2 separate regions of the Mus musculus genome follow, and region 1 is linked to region 2. Evidence: chromatin contacts called from public promoter capture Hi-C data. All regions are on one chromosome and are shown on one strand. The core of a region is the stretch at or near the end of the contact, and the rest is flanking DNA. Distances in the headings are between cores, read along the strand shown.

Region 1 (6,359 bases), core at 1,927-4,426, 340 kb before region 2:
CTGGTTCAAGGGCTCTTGTCACTTCTGCCATGTCTCGTCTATGGCCTAGGTATGACTCAGAGCCAGAGAGAGGCTGAAGGAGCTAGTCAGCGTATCCTTTGTGGGTTGTTCTGTTTGTCTTTTGTCTATCCTTGCTTTTCTGGGTCTTTATAGAGGCCTGGATCTCAGCTGTTCTGAGGGAGTGGTGGTGAGCATCTCTCCCTCCCCAGAGTCCCATGGCTAGTCAGAGTCAATGTCACAGGACCAGGCTGACAGCACAATGAGCTTTCTGTCTTCTGGACTCCTCCTTCCCACCAGGTTCTTCATCACTGCGGTTCTTTCCAGAGCCCAGTCTGCCTTGGCTTGTGGTTCTTGGCTTCCTCTGTCCTTGGTTCCTACACAACCTTTCCAGAATTAGAAACAACCTGTTGTTGGGAGCATGTGAGGAAAGGGATGGGTTGAGAGTCAAAAATGTGGGATACTAAATACAGGCCAGATTTTGGATCATGCTCTCGATTCCACAGAGGGCAGGGAAAGTACCAAACAGCCCCTCTCCATCTACTTTGACATGAGTGAGCCTACCCTCTTCACCCCCAGCCCATTCTGAGGTAATGTGTCCAAGCATGGAAACCAGTGGTCTATCCTCACAGTGGCTCAACCCAGGGACAAAAGCCCCTGGCATTTTGGTTAAGAGAAGCCACATTTAGGATGTCAAGGGCAGCCTGGAAGGTGGAAGATGGCTTTAACTATTTCTCCACAGCAGCTCAGGAAGGCTACACAAATCTAGAAGCACACCAGCATCTCCAGCAAAGGAACAGGCCTACAAGCGTTTAGAACAGCTGGGCAGTGGTGGCGCACGCCTTTAATCCCAGCACTCGGGAAGCAGAGGCAGGTGGATTTCTGAGTGTGAGGCCAGCCTGGTTTACAGAATGAGTTCCAGGACAGCCAAGACTATACGGAGAAACCCTGTCTCGGAAAGGAAAAAAAAAAAGAGTTTAGAACAGAGAAAAGCCAGAGTCAGCACTTCCTGTAAGAGGCTGCTTTCATTTTACATTGGAGTCAAATTCACATGGCCTTCTTTTTTCTCTTCTTTTCTCCTCTTTTCTTTTCCTTTCTTTTCTTTTCTGTTGTTTTCTTCTCTTTTCTCTTTCTTCCTTTCTTCCTTTCTTTCTTTCTTTCTTTCTTTCTTTCTTTCTTTCTTTCTTTCTTTCTTTCTTTCTTTTAATAGACAAAGTCTTACTTTGTAGCCTTGAAGCCTAGGTTAAGCTGTCCTGGAATTTACTATATATGACCCAGGCTGGTCTCAAACTCAGTCAATCCTCCTGCCTCATCCTCTTAAGTGTTAGGATCACAACCATAGCTACAGAGCCAGCTCAGTTTTCTGTTTGGTTTTGTTTTATTTTGTCTTCGGGCAGGCTCTCATGTAGTAACTGCTCACATTCATTAGACAGCAGGCCATGGCTGTGAACCTTGACCCTTCTGCTGCTGGCTCGCCGATGCTGCCATCTACCACCAAGTCTGGTTTGTATGATGCGGGACATCAAACCCAGGGCTTGGGGCAAAACAGGCAAGCCCATCCCCAGCATCCATTTACAATTGAGTTTTTGCCTTAAAACTAAAGTCTTTTTAAAAACTCTTTGTTCTTTAAATTATTTTTATTTTATGTGTAAAGATGCTTCCTCTGCATGTGTGACTGTGACCATGTGTGACACGTGTCCTTGGAGGCCAGAACAGGGCATCGGATCCCCCGGAGCTGGAGTTAACAGACCGCAGTGAGCTGGCATGTAGTGAGCTGGCATGTAGTGAGCTGGCATGTAGTGAGCTGGCATGTAGGTGCTGACAATTAAACCTCAGTCCTCTGGAGGGGCAGCCAGGACTCTTAACTGCTGAGCCGTCTCTGCGGTCTCACATTTTAGCCTTCGATTAAGCACATAAAACAGCACCACTTAATATATTCCTCCGTGAGCTTTTTGTGGAATTCAGAGCACAGCGTATCCTTTACAAGTCTTCAGGCTTTCTGCACCTTTTGCACAGTTCTTTACAAACAACCTCATTTTAACCTTGAAGTTGGCCTGAGGCTGGGACGGGCCAATGAGATTAAGGAAAGGACTTCTCAGTTCCCAGTTCTGCAAGAAAAGCCGCAGTTTCCTCGGCATCTCTCTTCGTCAAGAACTCCATCTTCCTCACCTGTTAGAGGACCATCCCGCAAGGCCCACACCAGGAATCTAAGAGAAAGTGTGTGTTCTCAGGCTGGGCAACACCTGTTTGTTTTCCTTGCAGCAGCTTGCAACTCTGTCCTAAACTCATGCTGTGAAACTCTTCAAGACAGTCTGTGTAGTTTGTATTTTATTCTTATCCAAAAGAGATGGTCTCTGCTTGAGTACCACTTTGGAAGCTGGCTCCCATCTTCTCCTTTGCCTCTTCTGCCTCTTGTTGGTTCAAAACTTGAGATCCATCCACACACCATTGAGACTTTTAGCTCACAGAAATGTCTGCAACACTTTAGCATTTTAAAAATCTTCCTCCCCCAATGTATGGAGATCAGAGGCCAACTTGCAGGAGTTGGTTCTTTCCACAACGCGAGTCCATTTTTTAAAAAGATTTATTTATTTATTATATGTAAGTACACTGTAGCTGTCTTCAGACACTCCAGAAGAGGGCGTCAGATCTTGTTACAGATGGTTGTGAGCCACCATGTGGTTGCTGGGATTTGAACTCCGGACCTTCGGAAGAGCAGTCGGGTGCTCTTACCCACTGAGCCATCTCACCAGCCCTAGCTTACCATTTTTAAGGGTATAACTCGGTGACATACAATGTATTCAGAATACTGCCTGTTCCGTCTGTAAATAATCAGAACTTTGGAGTGGTTGGTGTGTTTTTAATTTCGGGTGAGACGCACTCACCAAGGTGGCAAATACTTCTGGCTTGTTCATGTCAGCTCCAGCACATAGCTCCCACAGATGCTTTTTGCATGACGGAATGACGCCTCCTGGGCTAACTCCTGATGCAGCCCCAGATCCAAGAGACATCGGTCCCCAATTCACCAGGCTGGGGTGTCATCGGAAATCGGACGCCTGTGGCCCGGTAGGAGGCGCCCCACGGGTCCTGTCACCGCTTTCGGTTTGCCCGGGACGGGCACCTCTGAGAAGGCGCGCCCCCCTCCCTCTTGGGCTGCGGGCCCGCCCCGCCCCACGGCTTCCTCCCGGGCCGCGGGCACTGAGGCCGCTCGGGGCAGAGGAATCGGAGCCGGCGAGCAGGCAGCGGCGGCGGCTGCGGAGGCAATGGTGAGACGGGCAGGGGCAGAGGGCGATTGTGCAGGGGCAAAAAGCAGGATTCTGAACCCCAGGGGCATAGGTCACGCTGGTCGCACGGACTAGTCCCCAACTTTGCAGGCAACCGGGGAGGGAGACTTCGGAGTGCGCCCCGTCGGGGCAGAGTGAGCGGTGCTACAGCTTCCCACGCTCCTGGAGCAGTTATCAGCTCCCGGCAATACCGGGCAAGTTACTTAACCTCCACGAGCCTCCTTTTCCGCGCAGTGAAGTAGGGGCAGCAATACTTACCTTGGTGGGTCCTTGAGAGGTTAAAGAAGATGTTTATGGTCGCTGCTGCCAGGCACTCAGAACCCTTTGCTGAGAAGTGGTAGGTAATGCGATGACCTCTCCAGCTCTTCCCCAGGCTAAGAGGAGCCAGAGCTGGCCCAAGGGTTGGAAACCTGAGCAGATGCCTGGTAGAGGCCCCGTGCTGACGTGCTGACAGATAAACACTTCCCTGGGGGAAAAGAGAAAATAAGTTGTTTACTATAAAAGTTCCATGAAGTTATCCCTGTGACCCAGCCTGCTGACTCTTTCCTAACCTCTACCTAGTAACATAATCATGAGTTGAGTCACCTACATTCACTCCTGCTGCAGACTTGCCATTTCCAAGACAAAAGTGTCAGGGACCACTGATGCCTGGATCCCACCTTCCAGGGCTCCTGGGAAGGTGGCCAGACTGGAAGCAAGTTTAGTACTCTAAGATGGGATGGATGTGGCCTGGCTAGGGGTGGCAATGCCTGGATGGCCTCATCTCTAGGGAACTGGAGGCAGGAAAGGGAAGTGTGGCAGGAAGGTAGCCCTAAGCTTTGAGGCCACACCAGGAAACCGAGGGAGGCTCTGAGAATGGGCTGGAGCTGAGAGCCCACTTCCGAGAGTACAGGGCAGAGATGGTCTTTCAACTGGCTCTCAGCTCTTGAGGAGAAGTTCTGAAAAGAAGGCTGCGCCAGGTTAGGTTATCTGGCTGTTCAGGAGAACCTTGGGGGTTCAGAGTCTGGGGGATGCATTAATTTTATCCCTTCAGCCTGTCTCCAGCTCCATCATCTATCTCTTCTTCCCTTGTCCCCCTTTCTGTCTCCAGCTCTTTCCTCCTGCATCCCATCCCTCTGACTACCATATATACCCCCACCCCCAACTGATTTCCCTTTCCTTTCCCTTTTCTTCACTGGGACTCATTCAGTCAAAATGATTTAAGAAAAAAATTCTTTTTTGCCATTGGAATAGCACAAAACAGTGATGGAGGAGATGAAAATGAGAGATGGAAATGAGCAATATTTTTTTGCATGTGTGGTATGCACGCTTGTTCACGTGTCTGGGCACATGCCTGTTTAGATACATGTGGAAGTCAGAGGCTGATGTCAGGTGTCTTATTAAACAGCTTTCCACTTTATTTTTGGAGACGGGATCTCTGGTTCAACCTGGAGCTCACCAGTTTGTCTCGTCTAGCTGCCAGCTTGTCCTTGGGACCGGCCCCTTCTTCCTGCCCCTAGGATTACAGGCAGACTGCCTGGCTTTTATGTGGGTGCTAGGGAGTCAGACTCTGGTCCCCAAACTTGTGCAACAGGGGATTTATTTATGGAGGCATCTTCCTAGCACCATAGATCATTTTAAAAGATTTTATTCATGTGTATGAATTTTCCCCTGCATGTATGTGTGCGGGGTACCATGTGTGTGCAGTGCCTGTGGAGGCCAGAAGAGGGAATTTCACCTTGTACTGGAATTTTAGGCACCCGTGAGCCGCCAAGTGGGTGCTAGGAACCCAGATCTTCTAGAAAAGCAGCAAGTGCTCTTAAATGCTGAGCCACCTCTCCAGCCCCACCATAAATAACTAAAAATTATTTAGCCTGCTTGTTTGGTTTTGGGGGACAAGGTCTCATGTAGATCAGATTGATGCAGAACTCACGATGTCGCTGAGCCACAGTGCCTGAATGGAGTTAACTATTTTTTTGAGGCAGTCTTGCTATATACCCTGCCCTTAAATGACCTAAGTAAACAAAGCTGGCCTTGAAGTTGCAGCAATGCTCCTGCCTCTGCCTCCCAAGTGCTAGGATTACAAGTATTTGACACCATGTCCAGATATAGAATAAATTTTTTTAGACAAGGTCCGACTAGATACTATATAGACGTGATTGGCCTCGAACTCTGCCTACTGAGTACTGGGATTAGGTAGGTTCATAGGCCTATGCTCAGCCTAAAATAATCCTCAGAATCATTTGTCTGGCAGAACTTGTGCTTGTAGTCACGGGCCTTTCTCCTTTGAACACAAGCAGAGTTGGCATCCAGTGGCTAGTACTCTTTAGCCAGTCATCAGGGGCACCAGACCTCACACTTTCTGTGCGTCTGGTTTAGCACAGGGATTAGACATGTGGAATCTCTGTCCATTCTACCCTCAGGTTGGTTACCTACTTACTCTAGACAAGGACAATAATACTATCTTCAGTGGGTTATTGTAAAGGTTTAGCCAGATACCCACATGCACAGCTAGCTCAGTGCTGGGTCAGGTTCCTGTGACCACGGAAAGGTAGCAGCTGTTACTATTGATCAACACTTAAGGCCTGTAGTCCCAACACTTGTGGGCAGAGGCAGGAGGACCCCCAAGTCCCCGGCCAGGCTGTACAATTTAATGGGAGTCTGTTTCATGTTTGTTTGTTTGTTTGTTTGTTTGTTTGTTTATTTAGGTTTTTCGAAACAGGGTTTCTCTGTATAGCCCTGGCTGTCCTGGAGCTCACTTTGTACACCAGGCTGGCCTCGAACTCAGAAATCTGCCTGCCTCTGCCTCCCGAGTGCTGGGATGAAAGGCGTGCGCCACCACGCCCAGCTTTTTTTTTTTTAAATAGAAATTTAAAATTTCTGAAAGGACTGCAGTATGGGTCATCGTACATGGTTCAAATTCCAGTGCTACACAAATAAACACAGATTTCGGTAGCCTGTAGCATCCGATGAAGACAGCAGAGATTGGAGCTAGAGCACTGATTCTCAACCTGTGCGCCTCCACCCCTTTGGCAAACTTCTGTCTCCAAAAATATTCACATTATGATTCATAACAGTAGCAACATTAAAGTTATGAAG
Region 2 (5,882 bases), core at 1,252-3,751:
CTAGAATTCTCATTGTGATTTGCTTAGCCTGCATTCTTATAATCCACCTGTTTCTGCCTCTCTGCGGCCAAGATTATAGGTGCACACCATGGGTGTGCTGAGGTCCTCAGGATTGTGCATCAAGCACTTTGCCAAATGAAGTCATCTCCCCAGCTCCTGGCTATGGATTTCATGAAATAGGCCCACACCCGCTTTGTGGCTGATATCTCTGTATAAATGACATAAATGTTGCATCTTCAGATGAAAGCAAAACACCACGGCAGGAACTGTGACTATGGTGTGCACCAGTAAGTATCAGTTTATAACTGTGGCTTTCCCACTGGGTTTGGAAACGGCCTTGGGCCCATTCACAGCAGCGTGCACACTGTCCTTATAAATCGGGGTGTCCCTGCACCCACCTCCTCTCCGGCCACTGCTCCCACTCCTGAACAGTTCTGTGAGATTTTTCAAGTCAAACAACAGGGTGACTTTTCAAACATTTTTAATCTTCTTTTTCCTTTTTCTGTCTGTCAAGTAAGCAGTTTTTCACTCATCCATTCAAGGCAAGAAAAGCCCTGTTGAGGAGATGCCAAAGGCTGACTACATAGGCTCTACCCTGCAGGCCTGGGAAAGGATCCCAGCCTGAAACACAGTGCTGGGAAGTGACTATCAGCCCTGTGTTTGGGTCTCTAGAGCTTTCAGGTCAGCATGCCCCTCTGTCCCTGTATGATATGTTCAAGTGATGAAAACCTAGACTCAAATGGGATGCAGAATTAAAATATGTTTATTTTAAACTGTACCATGCCTGCCTTTGCTCTCAATACTTGGTCAGCCTTTGATCCAAGTCAGTAAAGGGCTGGAGAAAGCAGGCAAATGAGTGGCGTCTTCCCGATCTCACACGCAGAAGCATGCGTACCAAAGCATCCCAGGGCCTTCTGTGTTAAGCTAAGACACGCCTCAGTGTGCTGAGCAATGTTCATTCTTATTCATTAATTTTTGGCAAACAAACTTTGTCTGTAGGCCAAATAAGAGATAATCAAATTAGTGTGTAGTCATACCCACACCCCATGTCTCCTGGGAAGATTTTTAGTGAGTGAGTTTTCTTGACTTGGGCAGCATTGACATTTTCGGTGAAGTAATTACATGATGGTGGCTGTCCTGTGTGCTGTGGGGTGCTTTGAAGCATCCCTAGCCTCACTCTATGACTAGAATCTAATGTTTTTCTTTATAAGATAAGCCATGGTCATGGTGCTTCTTCACAGCAATAGAAACCCTAACTAAGACAGATGTTGGTACCAGGGAATAGGGTATTGCTGTGATAGGCCTGACCATGCTTTTGTTTGCAGGAATGTAGACTGGGAACTTTAGATCAGGAAAGCAGCTTAATGCTTTAAGCAGGGCTTAATGGGCCATACTAGGAGGAACATGGAAGACAATGGTGCTGACGGTGGTTTGACCTAAGCAGGGGGCAATGGCTCAAGGGGTTTCAGGTAAGAATATTAATACTTGGCCTAGAGATCTTCCCTGTGATATTTTTGTGAAGAATATGGCTATTTTCTGCTCTTGTTTAAGAAGAAAAAAGTCTGCCTAAGGCTAAAGTGAAGAGTTATGGATTAACAGAGAATCCTTGGCAGAGATTTCCAGACAGCTTAGTATTGACTGTGTTGTTTGACTATTAGCGTTTACTCTTATGCAGATCTATAATGAAAAGGAGAAAAATAATCAAGGAAAAATACAAAATGTATAGTTTAAGGAGAAAGAGGGCACCAGGAAGTGGGATGGAGGCAAGTCCTTGAAAGGGTCCATGATTCACCGAAGAATGATACCCCAGACTCAAATAGAATGTAAATGCAAAGAGTGTTTTATTATGCAGAAGTGCAGCAAGCTGGGGTCTCTTGTTACCAGAACAGAGAGACAACCTAGTGAGCTTGCAGGCCTGATTTAAAGTGTATTTGGAAATTCTGGGGTAGGTTAATCTGTTGGGTCCATCTCTATGGACATTCCGTTACTGGGGTGGAAACTTGTTCGGGAGGTCTGGAAACTGTTGCTGACCCATTTGTCCTTGCCTCAGGCCAGGTGGCAGGGCAGCTTCTGAGGCCTGGACTTGCCCAGTTCTTGGAAACAGAGATTTAGAGCTAATCTGCTTAACTGCCAGTGTGCAGCCAATCATGGAATCAGCCTAGCCTTATTATTCCCCCTTTTCAGTAATGGGCCATCTTGAATCCATAAGATGTTTCTGAGACCCCTATATTAGCAGCTCCAGCCAGCTCTATGTCATGTAGAGGACCTAGTAACACAGCAGAAATGGCCACCCTTTTAACTAGACTGTTTGGAGGTGCTAGCTGGTTGATGACACCCTCCCCAGAGTAATAAGTCATTCTAGGAATAAACCGTACTAGAACACAAAATCCCTCAATTGTATTTACTAACCAGGCCATAAACGCATGGAGTAAGTCCCAAGGTACAACCCCATCAAACATTCTCTTGGGAGGAGCATCAGTATCCTGCGACAGTAGGGGTTACAGTGTAGTTGCAAAAGTGAGAATAGGTTGGGGGTACCGATGCAGAGTCCCTGGGGGAGAGGCCATCTCTCAAAGATGTGAAGATAAAACCTGGATTGGATTGGAGACCCCAAGATGTTGGAGATACCAAAACCCTGAATTACCCACTGAGGAGAGTTGCAGACCAGGTATGGAACCAGCCCAAGAAGGAGAAGTGTGCTTCAGTTAAGAAAACTAAAAGGAGTTGGAGGTCTTTGACATAAGACATGGAAATGCAAAAATTTTGAGTGTGCACTGCTGATTTTTGGTCTTTTCATTGATCTGATATTTCCTCACTACACCTCCTTTCTTCCTCTTTAGACTGGGAGGAATGTTCATTCTGTGCCATTGTTTGTTGGAAGTTTCTCATTTGACTTTGCTTTTACAAGGAATTATAATTAAGAGACTGAGTTGATGACCTGAAATAGTAATTCACACCTTTAATCCCAGCACTTGTGGAGCAGACTCAAGTAGATCTCTGTGAGCTTGAAGCCAGCCTGATCTACAGAGTGAGTTCTAGAACAGCCAGGGCTATTCTTCCCCTAATTGAACCGTAGGGATCCCTGACTTCAGTCCAATGTTAGGTGTGTAAGTATCTGCTCTTGTCTCAGTCAGCTGCTGACAGGACCTCTCAGAGGACAGCCATGCCAGGCTCCCATTTATAAGCATATCATAGAACAGTAGTGTCATGCCTTGGTGTCCCCTCATGAGATGGATCCCAAGTTGGACCTCCTTTCCTTCAGTCTCTTCTCCATTTTTGTTCCTGTAGTTCTTTTAGACAGGAACAATTCTGGGACAGGGTGAGGGGAAAGGGGGAATAGAGTCAGATATGGGGGGCAGGAGAGAAGCCCAGAGGGTAAAGGGAATGAATGGAAGTAAGCAGCCTTGGGGAGTGGGAGGTGGGGATGCCCTCTAGAAAGTACCAGAGACATGGGAGGTGAGGCACTCTCAGGACTCAGTGAGGGTGAACCTTAGCCAAAGTGCCCAACACTGGGGAAAGATAAGTGGAAGAATCCACCTCCAGTAGGTAGACAGGGCATCACGTGGAGGGACAGGGTTACTAACCCACAATCAAAATTCCTGTCTAAGAGACTTTGGACTTTTAAAGAATGTTAGACTATTAAAGACTTTTGAAGTTGGACTAAATGCATTTTGCATTATGATGACAGCTGCAAGCCTATGGTGGCCAGGGAGTAGGATGTGGTGGTTTGAATGATAATGGCCTCCATAGGCTCATATATGTACATGCTTAGTTATCAGGTGATGAACTGCTTGAACGGATTAGAATGTGAAGCCCACCGCAGGCTCAGGCTCAGGCTCAGGCTCAGGCTCAGGCTCAGGCTCAGGCTCAGGCTCAGGCTCAGGCTCAGGCTCAGGCAGGCTCGCTCTCTCCCTCCCTCCCTCCCTCCCTCCCTCCCTCCATTCCTCCTTCCTTCTGCTTGCTGCCCATGGACCAGGGTGTAAAGCTCTCAGTTACTTCTCTAGCACCATGCCTGCCTATGCACCACCACACTTCCTGCCATAAGGACAATGGAGTAATCCTCTGAAGCTGTAGGCAAGCTTCCACTTAACTGCTTTCTTTTGTAAGAGTTGCTTTGGTCATAAGTGCCCCTTCCCAGCAATAGAACAATAAGTAAGACAAAAAGTATGATGATATCCTCTGTTCATCCCAGCGCTCAAAAGGCACAGGCAAGAAGATCAGTAGCTCAAGACCAGTCTCAGCTACATAGAAAGTTCAGTGTACAGCTGGACTGTATAGGACCCTGTTTCAAAGAAGGTAGGGGTGGGGGGACAATGGTCACCAAGATGTCCTTGATATAGTCTTCTAAGTCAGTGATAAAAGAAGGGATTGGCACAAGGGCCTGCCTATGTCTATCTAATGTGGGCCTTATCTAAGGTGCGGTCCTGCTCTGAGCCCTTGTTGGAATCTTAGCTTGTCTGTACTCTGATGTCTCTCCTTACCTCACTCTATTCTCTTTCCTTTTAGTTCATAGGTGTTTTTCTGCAACAAATCTCTCATATCTCTTACTCTGCCTTAATCTCTACTTCCTAGAGAACTCAAACCAGTTCAGCTTTAAATGGAATATACAAAAAGAGCCCCCCCCAAAATCAGTACTCAGAATGGCTGATAGCCCAATATGAACTATAAATAACTATTTCCTTAAAAAAAAATAGACAGAGGGGGCTTGGTAGGCAGATCAATTAGTAATATATTGCTATAAAAGTTTTGTGAGTAAAGACATTTCCAGATGATTATAGCCCCAGCTAGTCAAACTACCCCTGGCCACACGATGTTTTCAAATTGAGACCTCAAACTAGATGGGACATAGAAAAAAAAAAAAAACCTTCTTGTGTTCGATCAAAAAAAAATTGTTTTACCGACTATTCTAGTTTGATTTTCTGTTACTGTGAAAAAAACATCCTTGCCAAAAGAAACTTGAGGGAGGAATGGGCTTATTTCATCTTACAGTCCATTTTTAAGGGGAGTCAGGACAGGAACTCAAGTCAAGAACCTGAAGGCAGGAACCATAGAGAACAGGCTCACAGGCTCCTGCTTAGCTTGCTTCCTTCGTCAGCCCAGGCCACCCCGCCTACAATGATGCCACAGAAGTATGCTGGGCTCCCCCATATCAATTGTCAGTCAAGACAGTTTACCACACACATGGCTACAGGCCAGTCTGATCTGAGCAACTCAGTTGATGTCCCTTCTTCCCAGATATCTTAGTCACTGTTCAATGGCTGCTAAGAGACACCATGACCAAGGCAATGTTTGTAAAAGAAAGGATTTAACTGAGGGGTTGCTTACAGTACCAAAGGCATAGTCAGAGCAATAATGATTACTGTGCCAGGGAGCATGTCGGCGGGCAGGTGTGGTGCCAGAGAAGTAGATGAGAGCTACATCCTGATCTGCAAACAGAGAGAGAGAGAGAGAGAGAGGAAGAGAGACTGGGCCTTGCATAGGAATACAAACTTTTGAAACCTCAAAGCCCACCACCACCCCCAATGGCACATTTCTTCCATCAAGGCCATACCTCCTAATCATTCTCAAATAATGCCACTCGCTGATGACTAAGCATTAAAATATTCACATATTTGAATGGCCTGTGGCTACATCCTCTCCAGTAGTGACAAGCAGGAAAGGCCCCAAAAACCTGGGCGCTGTCCCCAGGCGAAAAGTTCTTGGAAACTTAGTCTCCTGGAACCGTGGCATCCTGTATAAAGAATGCTCCAATGTCCTTTCTTTAGTTGGTAAAAGGATCTGTGTGCTTTCCCTTAATATTGCTTTATTACAAGTGCTCCTAAGGATTGATATGTTGACATAGCTAAGTTAGATTCTAGGCAGTCCTTGATCCAACCTTGGGC

What was found. Promoter capture Hi-C pulls out the DNA fragments that hold promoters and counts their contacts.
Region 1: a promoter capture Hi-C map of liver shows a contact between it and region 2, with 3 times the contacts expected there. The contact joins the promoter of Vamp5 here to the promoter of 9130221F21Rik in region 2. A contact is called at or near these places in 1 of 39 promoter capture datasets (liver), 1 of 15 datasets of contacts at CTCF or cohesin (the NIH/3T3 cell line) and 1 of 115 datasets of contacts at active chromatin or transcription factors (pancreatic cancer cells).

Annotation. Positions count from the first base shown.
Region 1 is chr6:72,377,285-72,383,643 of GRCm38.p6, reverse strand. It overlaps Vamp5 (vesicle-associated membrane protein 5), which reads left to right and starts at 3,176. Exons shown (of 3, transcript NM_016872.4): 1 at 3,176-3,263. The coding sequence starts at 3,261. Gm52494 (a long non-coding RNA gene) reads right to left here and starts at 4,362. Exons shown (of 3, transcript XR_003956310.1): 1 at 3,871-4,362; 2 at 3,540-3,747.
Region 2 is chr6:72,039,147-72,045,028 of GRCm38.p6, reverse strand. It overlaps 9130221F21Rik (RIKEN cDNA 9130221F21 gene), which reads left to right and starts at 2,501. Exons shown (of 3, transcript NR_046180.1): 1 at 2,501-2,668.